2 separate regions of the Gasterosteus aculeatus genome follow, and region 1 is linked to region 2. Evidence: chromatin contacts called from public Hi-C data. All regions are on one chromosome and are shown on one strand. The core of a region is the stretch at or near the end of the contact, and the rest is flanking DNA. Distances in the headings are between cores, read along the strand shown. Region 1 overlaps arhgap20 (Rho GTPase activating protein 20). Region 2 holds the start of rnf17 (ring finger protein 17).

What was found. Hi-C and Micro-C count contacts between places; a contact is called where the count stands out from the background.
Region 1: a contact with region 2 is called in a Hi-C map of skeletal muscle, with 5 times the contacts expected there. The contact joins the enhancer-like site here to the promoter of rnf17 in region 2. A contact is called at or near these places in 5 of 6 Hi-C or Micro-C datasets (blood and trunk muscle, liver, skeletal muscle and 1 more).

The regions. Positions count from the first base shown.
Region 1 is chr16:19,096,087-19,102,954 of fGasAcu3.hap1.1, reverse strand. It overlaps arhgap20 (Rho GTPase activating protein 20), which reads right to left. Exons shown (of 15, transcript XM_078090894.1): 15 at 5,973-6,868. It overlaps LOC120834470 (putative ribonuclease ZC3H12C), which reads left to right. Exons shown (of 6, transcript XM_040202474.2): 6 at 1-88. Among protein-coding and RNA genes, the nearest start is that of LOC120834470, 19 kb to the left of the region's middle. Within about 2 kb of position 3,759, at least 2 of the 9 cell types and tissues checked have open chromatin away from gene starts, as enhancers often do.
Region 2 is chr16:19,043,577-19,050,220 of fGasAcu3.hap1.1, reverse strand. It overlaps rnf17 (ring finger protein 17), which reads left to right and starts at 4,780. Exons shown (of 37, transcript XM_078090891.1): 1 at 4,780-4,932; 2 at 6,078-6,190; 3 at 6,496-6,593. The coding sequence starts at 4,857.

The sequences.
Region 1 (6,868 bases), core at 2,510-5,009, 54 kb before region 2:
TTTCCAGCTGAATATTTTGAGTACATTGTCACCTTTTGGTACTTATATTTATATATTTTTAGACTTCGGGAAAGAGACATTTTGGAAACAGTAATTTTATATTGTCAGTGAACTGAAAGCTTCTGTGTAGCCCAAAAAAAAAAAACCCTCACCGAGGGAAAGAGCAGACATGATGCTGCTGGAGGTGTTAAAATGAAAAAGGTGACGTAGTCTCGTTTTGTAAAGAGACACTGTTGGGAGGCTCTACAGCTGCTGGAGTCAAACCCGACGTTTAGAGGAGCGTGAAGCTCAAAGCGGTGGAGAAGCTCCGAGGAACAAGTCCTGGGTGCCTCCTGTGCCTCTCTGCACCGTGTGCCACCGTCCGTCTGCTGCTGCTTCAACTCTACGCTTGTTGCGTTAACGTTTCTGTGGATGATTATTTAGCGCATGTGGGCTATTTTTCTGTTGTGGTGAACCTTTTGTTTTTGTATGATGACCCGCAGGAGCAGACTGGAGTCTTTGCTCTGGAAGAGGACGCCCGCTTTGCCAACTGCGCTAACGGTGTCTCTGGTTTTTCCCCCCGTTACTCAACAGTGTTCAGCCTCTCGCTGACACATCTGATCGTCCGTCACGCCGTTTGGCCCCTTGTCATGTGCCCCCCCCATCTCCTTCAGGCACCTTTGATGGTTTCCTTGGGGGGTTTTAGTCGGCACGAATACCTTTTAGTAATTTCCTTGCTCTTTTAACAAAGATGGCCTAGATCCATCAGACGGAAGTGAGGTCCTCGTCTGTGCGGGTTTGTTTTCCTACCTTTATTTCACGTTAATCAAAATGATTAAAGTGCCACCTCTTCAGGGAACAAAGGCGAGAGGCGTTTTATTGCCTCCCAACGTCTCCCTTCGCTCAGGTCAGCGGTGGTTATACGAAACCAAAATATGAAAGTGTCGGATCATTTGCTGCTGTTTCACGTTTTTTCCGCTGAAAGATGGAGAGTTTCGTTCCAAAAGTTGGCCGAGTACGAGGTCCTCCGATTGCGCCTTGTCAGCAGGCGGAGTGCGAAGGCGTCGCTTTAAGCCGGCCTAGAATGTGTCCGCTCTAAATACACGATTCACTCTGGAAAAGAGACAGAAGAGATTCGCACGAAATTGGCTGAATGCTTTTCCACCAATGAACTCGACCTCGTGATTAACTGTGTCTTTGTTAATGTTTGTTGAAAAAAAAAAAAAAAGAATAAAAACAGACCTCACAGAAAGAACTCTTTAGGAAACGAAACCCAAAACTAAAGCACGGACCAAGAAAACCTGCTGAAGCTCAGAAACTGTCCAAACGAGACGTTTTGACTGTGTGATGTGTGAACGTGAGCAATAAAAGCCAGAGTCAAGCTTCCTCGTGAGTGGTGCTTATTGCCCAGGGTTGTTTTAAAGGGAAGGGATGCTAACATGATGCTAACAGGATGCTAACAGAAACTGTGGTTGGATGTTATGCAGATTAATGTAAGACGGCTGTGTTGTGAATGTACAGAAATACTTTTGGGGGAGATTATGCACAAACATTTTGCTGCATGTTCCGACCAAATACAGACACACAAGTACACGATAACCGCTAAACAAACCTCATATAATTCAGAATGTCAGTGAGAAGACGCTCGTACATCAAGCCAACATTTATGAGCATACGGTCAAAGATTCATTTTTACTTTTTTATCTCTACTTTTATAATTCAGAGCACATTTGTTGCCATGATGGCTACGTCTGAGCTAACGGTGCTAACGGTGCTAACACCGGCAGCAGTGCTGACAGATCTGACAGTTAGGAAGAAGAAGTCTTACTAGAGGAGGAAACTGTTTAACTGACGACAGGACGTAGAAGTTAAAGCGTCAAACTGTTAAGGTTTCGGAAGCTCTCGAGGGAGGACTCAATCCTTTGTTCTCGTCCCGGCCGGAAACGAGGACACGAATGAGTCAATTCGTTTAAATTCAAAAATCAAAAGTTATTTAATAACTGAACAACGTAATAGGGATTACAATTACAAAGTGAAATACTAAGCGAACAGTGGAATATTTCGCGAAATAGAGAATCCTCTGAGCAAGTCTGAAGTGACTTATCAACGCGGCTGCAGGAGAAGTTCTAACAGTCTTTTCCCCGCTTTGGTCCTTTGAAAACTCTTGAGGTGTGTCTTCTTTGGTGCATTTGAATGTCATTGGCCTCTTCTCCAAAGGGTCACCTCCTCCATTGTCCCTTCCACGTCGAGGTGTGAATCTGCAGCTGTAACCTGAAACCTCTCTGTCCATCTGTCCCTCACATTCCAATGCACTCAATGTAGATACATTCGGCTTTATGCCTCAATGAGTGAATTTAACAAAGCATACATCGTTTAAGTCTTCATCTTATAACTAGTACACTTTCATTACAACAACCCATCATTAATGATCACCGTTCATCACATTTCATCCTAAGATCTAAAACAGTTCATGTGGTTCAATTCTCAAGACATTTGCCTCAGTCGGCTGCCTTACATGAAGTTGTTCATTTATTACCTGACAGGAGAAAAAACTCCCAAAAAACCCTTTTTGGGGATAAAATTGGGAGAAATCCATAAAGAACGGCAATTGGCATCCGTCCCCAGGTTTTAACATCACATTGTGACAGAATGTTAATGTGTACAGTGTTTATATGATTTAAATGACTATGAATTGTGTTTGATTGAAATTGCATTCACTTCATCTAACATGTTAATGTAATAACTAATATCTAATAACACACAAACTATAATTCTAACACTAAACATTATCACACGCACTACAAATTCTATGACTAGGGGTGCACTTCTGGCTTAAATCCCTAACAAAACCAACAAGCTGCAAACGGCCGTTTCATTCCGCTGACTGAGAGACTTTCCGTCGATTATCGTGTGTTAAAGCATTAGATTCTTTTGAAGGGGGGAGAGGCCGATGGCCATTTTCCTATAACATTTACACATATGACCAGTTCACGGTCCGGCCTCACGGCGGCAGCAGATCACCACGTGATCTGAAACGTTCTCAGGAGACATTTATGACCATAATGTGTCACAAACAAGGAATTTGACTTAGTAACAGCAGAGAGTACGACAACGGACGATAAGACAACACAGTGCAAGAGGAATAAAAGAACATATAATGGTAAGTGTTAGTTTAAGAATAAAGGAATACAAGGAAAAAAAAATAAAGTGCGAACACAAAGTGACGTGTGCAGTGAAGAAAGTGGGATGTCAGAGTCAGTCTCTGTTGATGAAGAAGCTGTTTGTGTGGTCTTGTGAGGTCTTAGTCCTGATGGACCTTCATTGTCATTCCCTAGAGGAATGAAGTCAACGTTTGGAATTTTACTGCACAAACATCTGGATCCAAACGAATGAAGGCGACATAGTTTCATGTTTCATGTTCATTACACTTAAGAATAAAAATGATGATAAAGATTAAAAACAACAGTACATGCTTAATGTAGAACAAAACCTTTAAAAATACTATTAACGGCACATCTGGACCCAGCACACCTGGACCCAGGACGGGTCTCGTAGAGGTGACGTGATAAAGAATAAAGAGAATTAAAATCCTATTGTTGCTTTTTATTCTTATTATTGTTATTATGCAAAAGACTTATAGGATAAACCAACATGCAAACCGCCCTTCGTAGGTTCTGTACATCCCGTCTGCGCCGATAGAGGGAAGAGACACACACACAGGCATAAACATGCTCACTATCTGAGCTGCATCAAACACATGGTGAGTGACAGCTGGCCAACTCCGTCTCCCCGGGCAACCGCCGGGCTGTGAGCCAATGGGAAGGCAGGAAGTGGGTCAGCGCGGCGGTCGTTAGTCAGAAGCCTGCATATCAGTCCTCCCGCTATTGTTCAGTCAGATGAAGGAATCAAACGGGGCCGAAGCCTCTTAGAGCCACTTATGATGATTATAATAATCAGATTGGAGGGAATTTCTGAATTAAATCCCCCTGGTGGATTTATTGAGCCCATGGAAATGTTTCCCTTGTTGATGTGTCCCCAAAACAACATGGAACCAACATGATGGTGAAGACCTTCAGACTGGTCCTCCATTGGTTCGACTGATGTTGATTGGCTGAGGACAGCTGTGAACCAGTCCTGCTAAGAGAGAACAAGGGATCTTCATCTTCATTGTTATTGATTTACAAACCTGGAGATGTTGGTGACCCCCCATCAGGTCCATCCAGTGGGTTACATCACATTATCTCACGACCTGTCTGATGGTACCGAGGACCAGTCTCACTTTAGTCCTGATCCTCTATGTGAACCGGTACCCACAGCTCGCCATCAAATGGGACGTTTTGTGTATTAAAACCCAGATATCACAAACATTCCCGTCAACACAAAGAGCTTCTGGACCCACAACACGTTGCATCAGCTGAGAGCCACAAACGGGTCACACAGTGAAACGCACACGCACATTCTGGCCCGATCGAAGGTTCTGGATGTCCCCGGTAATCAAAGGCCCGGCGTAGTTAACGAGGGAGTTTATGTAAGGGGGGGGGGGTCAGAGGTCACGGATATAATGGCCACCCGTGAGCAGGTAATAAGAGGGGAAACCCACAAAACGCACACAGTGTGGCTTCACGTGGCTGCCAAGCTTGTCCTCTGAGCTCATGCTGTTGCCCCCCCCCCCCTACTCCAGATGTTGCTTACAGATGAACAAACGTGAACATTCTTGCACACAGATCTTCACAAACAGTTTATTCCCCGGCAGACGTTGATGCTGTGAAAGATGTCGTCTGTGACCCCCCACACCCCAAAACCAGAGGGACCTGGAGGGGGGGTGGATGTGCTTCTGAGGTCTCCCGTGCAGGGGGCAGCAGGGGTTTCCCTCAAAGGTCACCGGCCCACTTTGCTGTTAACTCAATGTGTATATTCAAGATATCGTATCAAAGCCATCAAAGTACACAAAGTTCTCCATCCATGTCAGAGAACCCTGGCCCATGTGAAGGGGTCCCCCACAGACCTCCAGACGTCCCCCCACAAACCTCCAGGGGTCCCCCACAGACCTCCAGACGTCCCCCCACAGACCTCCAGGGGTCCCCCACAGACCTCCAGACGTCCCCCCACAGACCTCCAGGGGTCCCCCACAGACCTCCAGACGTCCCCCACAGACCTCGAGCGGTTCCACGGTTAGAGGAAGCAGAAAGCTTCTTCAAAGCGCTTCTTTAAACGTGGATGAGAGCGTTGGTGAGGAGGACAAAGGGCGAGATGAAGGTTAGACTTAATCCGTTTAGTTTAATGCCAGCGAAGGTCAGACTGGTGACCCCCCCCCTCCTCCTCCTCCTCCTCCTCTTCCTCAGCAACACGCACATGAAAGGGACACAAGTACAAAAGCACACAGTGACTGAAGCGTGAACGTGTGCGTGTGCACCTGTGGATAAAATAACTGTGTGTAATACACACGAGTCCTGTAGTGCAACTTCAATGTTACTTTTCACTTTGGGAAAGTGTGTACTGTTGCATCTTGTGTGTGTGTGTGCGTGCGTGCGTGCGTGTGTGTGCATGCGTGTAAGTGTGTGCGTGCGTGCATGTGTGTGTGTGTGTGTATGTGTGTGTATGTGTGTGTGTGTGTGTGTGTGTATGTGTGTGTATGTGTGTGTGTGTGTGTGTGTGTGCGTGCGTGCATGCGTGTGTGTGCATGTGTGTATGTGTGTGTGTGTGTGTGTGTGTGTGCATGTGTGTGTGTGTGTGTGCTGTAGGGAGGTTGAGGAGTAATTCATTGTTCAAAGGGAGCTGCAGGCAGGAATCAAAAGAGGACTAAAGAGATGCAAGGGGACAATAAAGAGATGCAAGGGGACTAAAGAGATGCAAGAGGACTAAAGAGATGCAAGGGGACAATAAAGACATGCAAGGGGACATCAGCTTGTCTTCTTTGAATTGTCTCTGCATTAAGTTTATTATTAATTGTGTCACGGGAAAATTATTCCACACAAACAATAAATACAACTTAGTTTGATCTGCAAAGTTGTTTCCCAAGAGCAACATTTATTAAAATGAATGACGTTTATCTCGTGAGCATCAAACTGACAGTAAACAAACGGTCGCCTGGCAGCAAATATACTTTCTATAGCGGCAGCAGCAGCAGAATTGGCATGTAGAAAAATACACTTTGGATTTTTTCACACAACACAACAAGGTGATATATTTATATACTTATATATTTCTGTATCATAAATATGCAGAACTATACACACACACACACACAATTGACTGTAATGGAGACAACAAGTATAATAATACATATTAATACGATATGAGGACATTTAGAATGGAACCGTGTGATGAGGTCCCAGGGAACTATTGTCCTGAACATATTATCTACAAGTGTGTATTTACATGTGTGTATCTACAAGTGTGTATTTACACACCTCAGCAAATTAACTAACATTGAAAAAAAGGTCAATTATTATTCAGAGTCACCACGAAAATCAGCACAGAAATATCATACAATGATGGACAAAAGAGTTAAGAGAAAGTCAACACACACACACACAAATACACAAGGACACTGTGTGTGTGTGTGTGTGTGTGTGTGTGTGTGTGTGTGTGTGTGTGTGTGTGTGTGTGAAAGGGTTTCTTGTTGAGGATAATGAAGTGCTGTGCTAGTGAGAATTTAAGGAGATTTCTCCCTCCATGGCACATGTTTTCCCACATTCCTACTCAGGACACGTTGTGACTTTCTTTTATGCACACACATCGATCCCCCCCCCCCAGTCCCCCCAGCCCCCCCCACCCGCCCCGAGGACAACACAGCGTGCAGTGTGTCCTTGAACTGGGCTCCTGTGAATAAATAGCATCCCGATTGATTCACAGATTCAGAGAAGCTGAAAATGTTTCACTCTGCGGG
Region 2 (6,644 bases), core at 3,531-6,030:
TAGAGGATTAACGGGCCTGTAAAGCAGATCTGTGGTTTCTAATGAAGGGAAAGTATGAGTTCTGAAAACAGGCTCAGGTGCTCGCCTTTTACACCAGTTTCTGGAAAGGTGGCGAGCAAACAGGAATCAGCGATGACGTTCTGGTTTACTGGACCTGAAAACAGTAACAGAACCGACTTGGTCAGATTATCATCAACCAATTATTTATGTACAAATCAAATGTAATCTGAATTATTGAAAAGTTAAAACACAAGAAAAAGTATAAAATAGAATACAACCATATATTGATCATGTTTTAAAGAAAACCGGAGGAACATGAACATGAACATGAGGAGCATGAACACGAGGGACATGAGGAACACTAACACGAGGAACATGAACATGAACATGAGGAACATGAACATGAGGAACATGAACATGAGGAGCATGAACATGAGGAACATGAGGAACACTAACACGAGCAACATGAACATGAGGGACATGAGGAACACTAACACGAGCAACATGAACATGAGGAACATGAACATGAGGAGCATGAACATGAGGAACATGAGGAACACTAACACGAGCAACATGAACATGAACACGAGGAACATGAACATGAGGAGCATGCATGAGGAACATGAACATGAAGAACATGAAAATGAGGACTATGAACACGAGGGACATGAGGAACACTAACACAAGGGACATGAACATGAGGAACATGAACACAAGGAACATGAACATGAGGAACACTAACACGAGGAACATGAACATGATGACTATGAACAGAAGGAACATGAACATGAAGAACATGAAAATGAGGACTATGAACACGAGGGACATGAGGAACACTAACACAAGGGACATGAACATGAGGAACATGAACATGAGGAACATTAAAATGAAGAACATGAAAATGAGGACTATGAACACGAGGGACATGAGGAACACTAACACGAGGAACATGAACATGATGAGCATGAACACAAGGAACATGAACATGAGGAACACTAACACGAGGAACATGAACATGATGACTATGAACAGAAGGAACATGAACATGAAGAACATGAAAATGAGGACTATGAACACGAGGGACATGAGGAACACTAACACAAGGGACATGAACATGAGGAACATGAACATGAGGAACATTAAAATGAAGAACATGAAAATGAGGACTATGAACACGAGGGACATGAACATGATGACTATGAACAGAAGGAACATGAACATGAAGAACATGAAAACGAGGACTATGAACACGAGGGACGTGAGGAACACTGACATGAGGAACATGAATATAAAGAGGCATCAGAGCACATGAATCATGTTTCAGCTCAACAACAGGTCACACGCCAGTGGAACTTCAAGATTCCTGTTGAATCAACCAAGCATCTGTTCCTCCATCTGATTCACCCATTAATAAGGAAAGGGGGGGGGGGGGGGCGTTTCTCAGGCGAGGCCAAAAGACCCGATGGTGGAATGCGTCAAAAATCTGCCGTCGGTGCGATTCACCATCAGATGACACACATAGACGTTCTGCTCATCAGAAGGGTGTGAAGAAGAGAAGATTCCTCTTTGTTCGCTGCAATTAAAACCTTAGTTTATGCATTTATATATTATATTGAGCACAAAGAAGAATACGGAAAAATCAAGAGGGAGAATAGAGAAAGGAAAAGGACCAACAAAGAGCTGCTTTGCATTGTTGAATATTCTGAAATAGCGAGAATCAATTGACTTACAACTGCATTAAATGGCCTTTAAAAATGCCCCCTGAAGGTGGTAAATCCTGCTCACTGCCCCGGGATCATTTTGAAAATCCTCCAACCTCAAAGAACCCTTCAGCCCGGGTTATCTACCCTGTCCCAGTAGCCCTCCCTGAATCCACTGAGTCTCCGAGTTGCCCCTTACTCCAAAGCCGCTCACTGTGTGCACTTTTATTTTATTTTTGTCAGAGCATTTTATTCTTTGATTATCAAGCAAAGCAACGCAGTTTGCAGCGTTACTAACAACACATCTGCAATTGCTCAACATAATTCTGCATCGTGGATGTGTTTCTGGCAGCGTGTCATTGGTCCGACTCCCTTTGCTTCTGGGTCGTGTGAAAACTGAATCAACAGCAACTCCTCGGCCCTCCGGTCGCCCACCGAGGAGGGCAGCTGACAGGTAGGAAGAACACACACGAACACACACTTCCACGTCGATCGGGACCCTCCGTGCCGACCCCCGCCTCGCCCCGAGAAATGTGCCATATCGATGCTGAGAAGCAGGTCAAGCATTCTGTAAGTGCAGCAAAGTGAGATCATTTCAACAGAGATCGCTCTCGGCTCACTGCTAAAACACCTCCCAACCCCTCCCGTAAAAAAAGACACAACCCCCCTTTTCTTCTCAGACATGGTACCAAAACAACCGGCTTTTCCAAAAGGCGAGGCGAGCTGATCTGTACCTCCCGCTATCGAGCTGCCTGATTGGTCGGATCTCCGGCTCTCTGCTGGTCCGTTCCCGCCATGTGGAGGCATGCGATGCTGCAACGGCTGTGAGGTCACAGCGCTGACCTCTTCTAGCCTTACCGGGCCTTACTGGGCCGGAGTTGATTCTGGAGTGTATTTATTCTATTCAAGTCTTTCTTTGACCAGACAAAGGCATCGTGGAAGCTACAAAGCAGCCCGTCATTTGCCAGCACCGCTGCTCTCTTAATGCCAGAGCCTGAGGGGGTTCAGGGGGGAGGTCCACTTAAAGCCAATCCATGAGTCGCCTGCGTCCTGCGTGACCTTCTTGTTGTCTTCCTTCCAGGACTCAGCCAGTAGGTCAGAGGGGCTTCCTCGCAGACTCAAGAGGTTCCTCAAATGGAAGGAAAAACATCTGAAGATCTGCATGTTTGCTGAAGGAATCATAATCATAACATCTGTCAATAGAACAATGTCATTTTTGTTGGTTTCCCATTAAACCCAGAATTTGTTCTGCAGCATATGTTGGAGATGGACGTGCGTCTAAGTATAGGGTGGCTGAATTATTAAATATATTACAGATGAAAGGTACGACCCCCCACCCTAACTCCCCCACCCTAACCCCACCCAACCCTTCCAGCCTACCCTTAAGTGACTGTCGGCCAACCAAGAATCCAACACAACACACTGTAATACAAATAAAAATATTACAAAAATAAAACAATGAAATAGAAAATGTATAAATGATAACTACAAAATGAGCATTCAAAATATACAACATAACAAATTAAATAGCAATAGAAGTACAATGCATGTTAAAGTTTTGTAGCCTTTGAGTCAGATTCTCTTTCATTTTAGACATTCGGGGGTCTCGATACTCGGGGGTCTTTGCCCACATGGTGATGGAAGGACTGGATGATAACCACAGAGCGGACAACGCGAGGCATCAGGACTTACCCAGACCACGCTGCTCAATTAGGAGCATTGCGGGTTTGGTGGGGAGAGGTGGGGGAGGGGGGGGGGGGGCGTATTGTTCCTGCAAAGGCATGAGAGGGAAATCACCCCAGGATGAGAAGTGACCCACATTTGGGAAGAAGAAAGATGGGGCGACCCTCAGACCCCCACAACCCCCCCGCCTCCACCCCCCCAGGCAGCCGGCTGATTGGTTCATTACCCATAGTAAACACGTCACTGCCCCCCCACCCACTACCACCATAGCCCCCCCCCCTCCTCCCAGTCAATCATCCTGCTCTGGTAAAAACCAGATTCCTTCAGTGTCACGTTCACACATAACTACACATTCTCTCCATCTGCTGGAATTCAGACCGGAGGAGGTTATTAAATATTCTTTTGTTTGACAGGAAGTTTACAAAAGATGAGGAGGAAACATGGGGCGGCTTCATATGGATCCACAACCACGTTGACAGATCGTTTTCATTGATGTTATAATGTTATAAAACAGCAAAAGTGCAAAGTGGAACTCTAATGATTCATGGATTTATAATATATGTCAATGCATGTGATTCAGTCTGCAGCTAAATGAATATGCTCTATAACTTCTATTTGATATTCTTGTTAAGTTTAATTTAAACTGAAAGTGACCACACGGTGAGTTCTTCTTTGCACCTTTTGTACTCATTGCAAACATATATATGTGTTGTGTGTTTGTGCTTTTTCCTCTTGAAATGTCAGATACATCGGAGGTGATGTGTGAACCGATCAGGGATCGTGGTGCCTCCTACTTGGGTATGCATTTCACGTGCATCAGCCCCCCGCTCACTCTGGAAGGTTTACCTTCACCACTGTGATGCCTCCACGTGCACCATGGGCTGTCACTCCCACTTACTGCGGATCAGCACGCTGAGATTGGTTCAGAAGGAAAAAAGAGAATAAATTTCACGAAGAGACGTACAGGATGAACGTGCTACGAGATAATAAGACGCAGGGTAGACACGACTTACATTAAAGCAACATCATACACACACATATATATATATATATATATATATATATATATATATATATATATATATATATATATATATATATATATATATATATATATATATAAACACATCCATTTCCCATCTGGCCTTTGTGAAGGTCCCCCGAGGCCACCTGCGGGTCCTCTCAGTCTCTGGTGCCCCCCACTGTCCACAGGAAAGAGCTCCATTTGGGCAACGTCAATAAAGGTGAATATCACCTGATGCAATACGATGGAAAATTAATAAATTCAGTAGAAGACGCTCATTAAAACACATTTTATTATTGATCTTCGAACGGGTGCCTGCCGTTCACATGACTCACGGTGCCGTGAACGTACCCTGCGCGGTCACGTGACCACGAAAACCGCGTGACCGCGCACCGTGGTCGTCGTGAGGAGCGACCTCTTTGAATAAAACCATTAACGTAAGAATAAAGATGGAGTTGGGCGACAACCTCGGCACCATGGGCACTATGAAGTGCAGTTTCTGCGGGGAGGTGTTCAGACTGTCGGGTAGGATGAGTAAATGTACCCTGTTACAGTTTAATACGTTATATCGTGTTTTATAACTTAAGTTAGCTTAAAACACGTCGTTTCATCGGCTAACGCCAGCTAGCAAGCGGCGAAGCTAGCTCAGTTAGCTCAGCTAGTTAATTAGCGAGTCCTTTTAAAAAGTTTCAAATACCGATAATTTATACGTTGTACTTGTGGAATGCAGCATATTGTATTGTCCTTAGATTTTTAAAGTAGTTCCCTAGGGGTTGTTGTTTTCAGCTGCGTGTGCTAAGCTAACGTAAGTTAGCACCAAGAGCCTCAAAACCTCGCGCCCAACGCGATTCACGGGAACACGTGACTCTTAAACCACATTCAAATATGTTGAATCCCCCATCGTTTTTTTTTAAAACGTGACAGACATAGTTGAACCTGTAACTGGATTTAATAAAACAATTATAATTTTAAAGTATAATAAAAATAACAGTGGTGTTGTTAATAAATCAAATAACTAAATGTCAACCCTACGCTATCACAGTCATATAAATAAGCATTTGGTCATATCATATATCTACTCCATAATACTACACCAACTCATTAACATCTTGACTTGATGTATCTGTATTTTCTTCTTATGCGATTATGAAACATCTTTTTTCAAATTGTCACAAATGCACTATAGTACTGAGGTAATAACTTTTAAACAGTCTATTAAAGCTGATAATATAAATGGAGAAGTTGAATGTAAATACTAACCAGCCGTTGATTATTAATCATTAAGATCATAAACCATTGGCATAGAAACAAAATGAATTAAGAACAACTCACTAGTAGCAACTGTAAACTACAAAACAAGCATATCAGCATTGTTGTGACTCAACGTTACTTGAAACCATATTCATGAATTTATAATAATATAACGTGTTGTTTGAAATTTGTATTTTTTTGTCATATAATCAAGTAGTTTGTGCATTAACCTTTGGAAAAATGGGAAAGAGGTTAATTTTACATTATTTAGAGTTTGTTACGATCTAGCAGCGAACCTGCATACATCTGCACTAATTAATGTTGTGATGTGATGTGCTTTTAAATTGAACTGGATCATTACAAAGATAATTTATTATTCCTACGGTCTGTTTTTTTTTTGTATTTCCATTTTTTTTCAGAGGATGATTCGGAGGGAAACCTCCCTCGTGTGCTTGTATGTGCTCACATCTTCTGCACGTCCTGCCTGCTCTCCTTCCACCGGCACGGGGTCATTAGATGTCCGGAGTGTGAGGTGAAATGGGACTTCTTTTGTAGTAATGAGGGGGGGAAATATTGTTTCATGTAAGAACGGAGGTTCTTTTCTTCCCAGATTCTGATTCATAACCTCAAAGAAGGAATTCCTGTAATAACTTGTCTTCTTCATTACCTGAAGGCTGTTTGTCCTCTGTGTGTATTGTTATGATCAGGCATACGATGCCAACCGCGTCCTCCTTTACCACCGTGGTTGGTCAGCAGCCGGCCACAGGAGCAGATCTTCACAATATGTGTTTGTTTAGTTTTTGATTTTAGGGTGACCGTGAAGTTCGCTCTGTGCAGGTTGAGTCAACGCTTCCTGAAGGAGGAGTGTTCGCCCTGCCGGAGGACAACAGAATCATTGGCCTAATCTACACTTCCAAAATGAACAAGATGAAGAGGTATTTTGGAATGTTGAGATCAACGAGCCAACTGACACAGCCAACTTAACA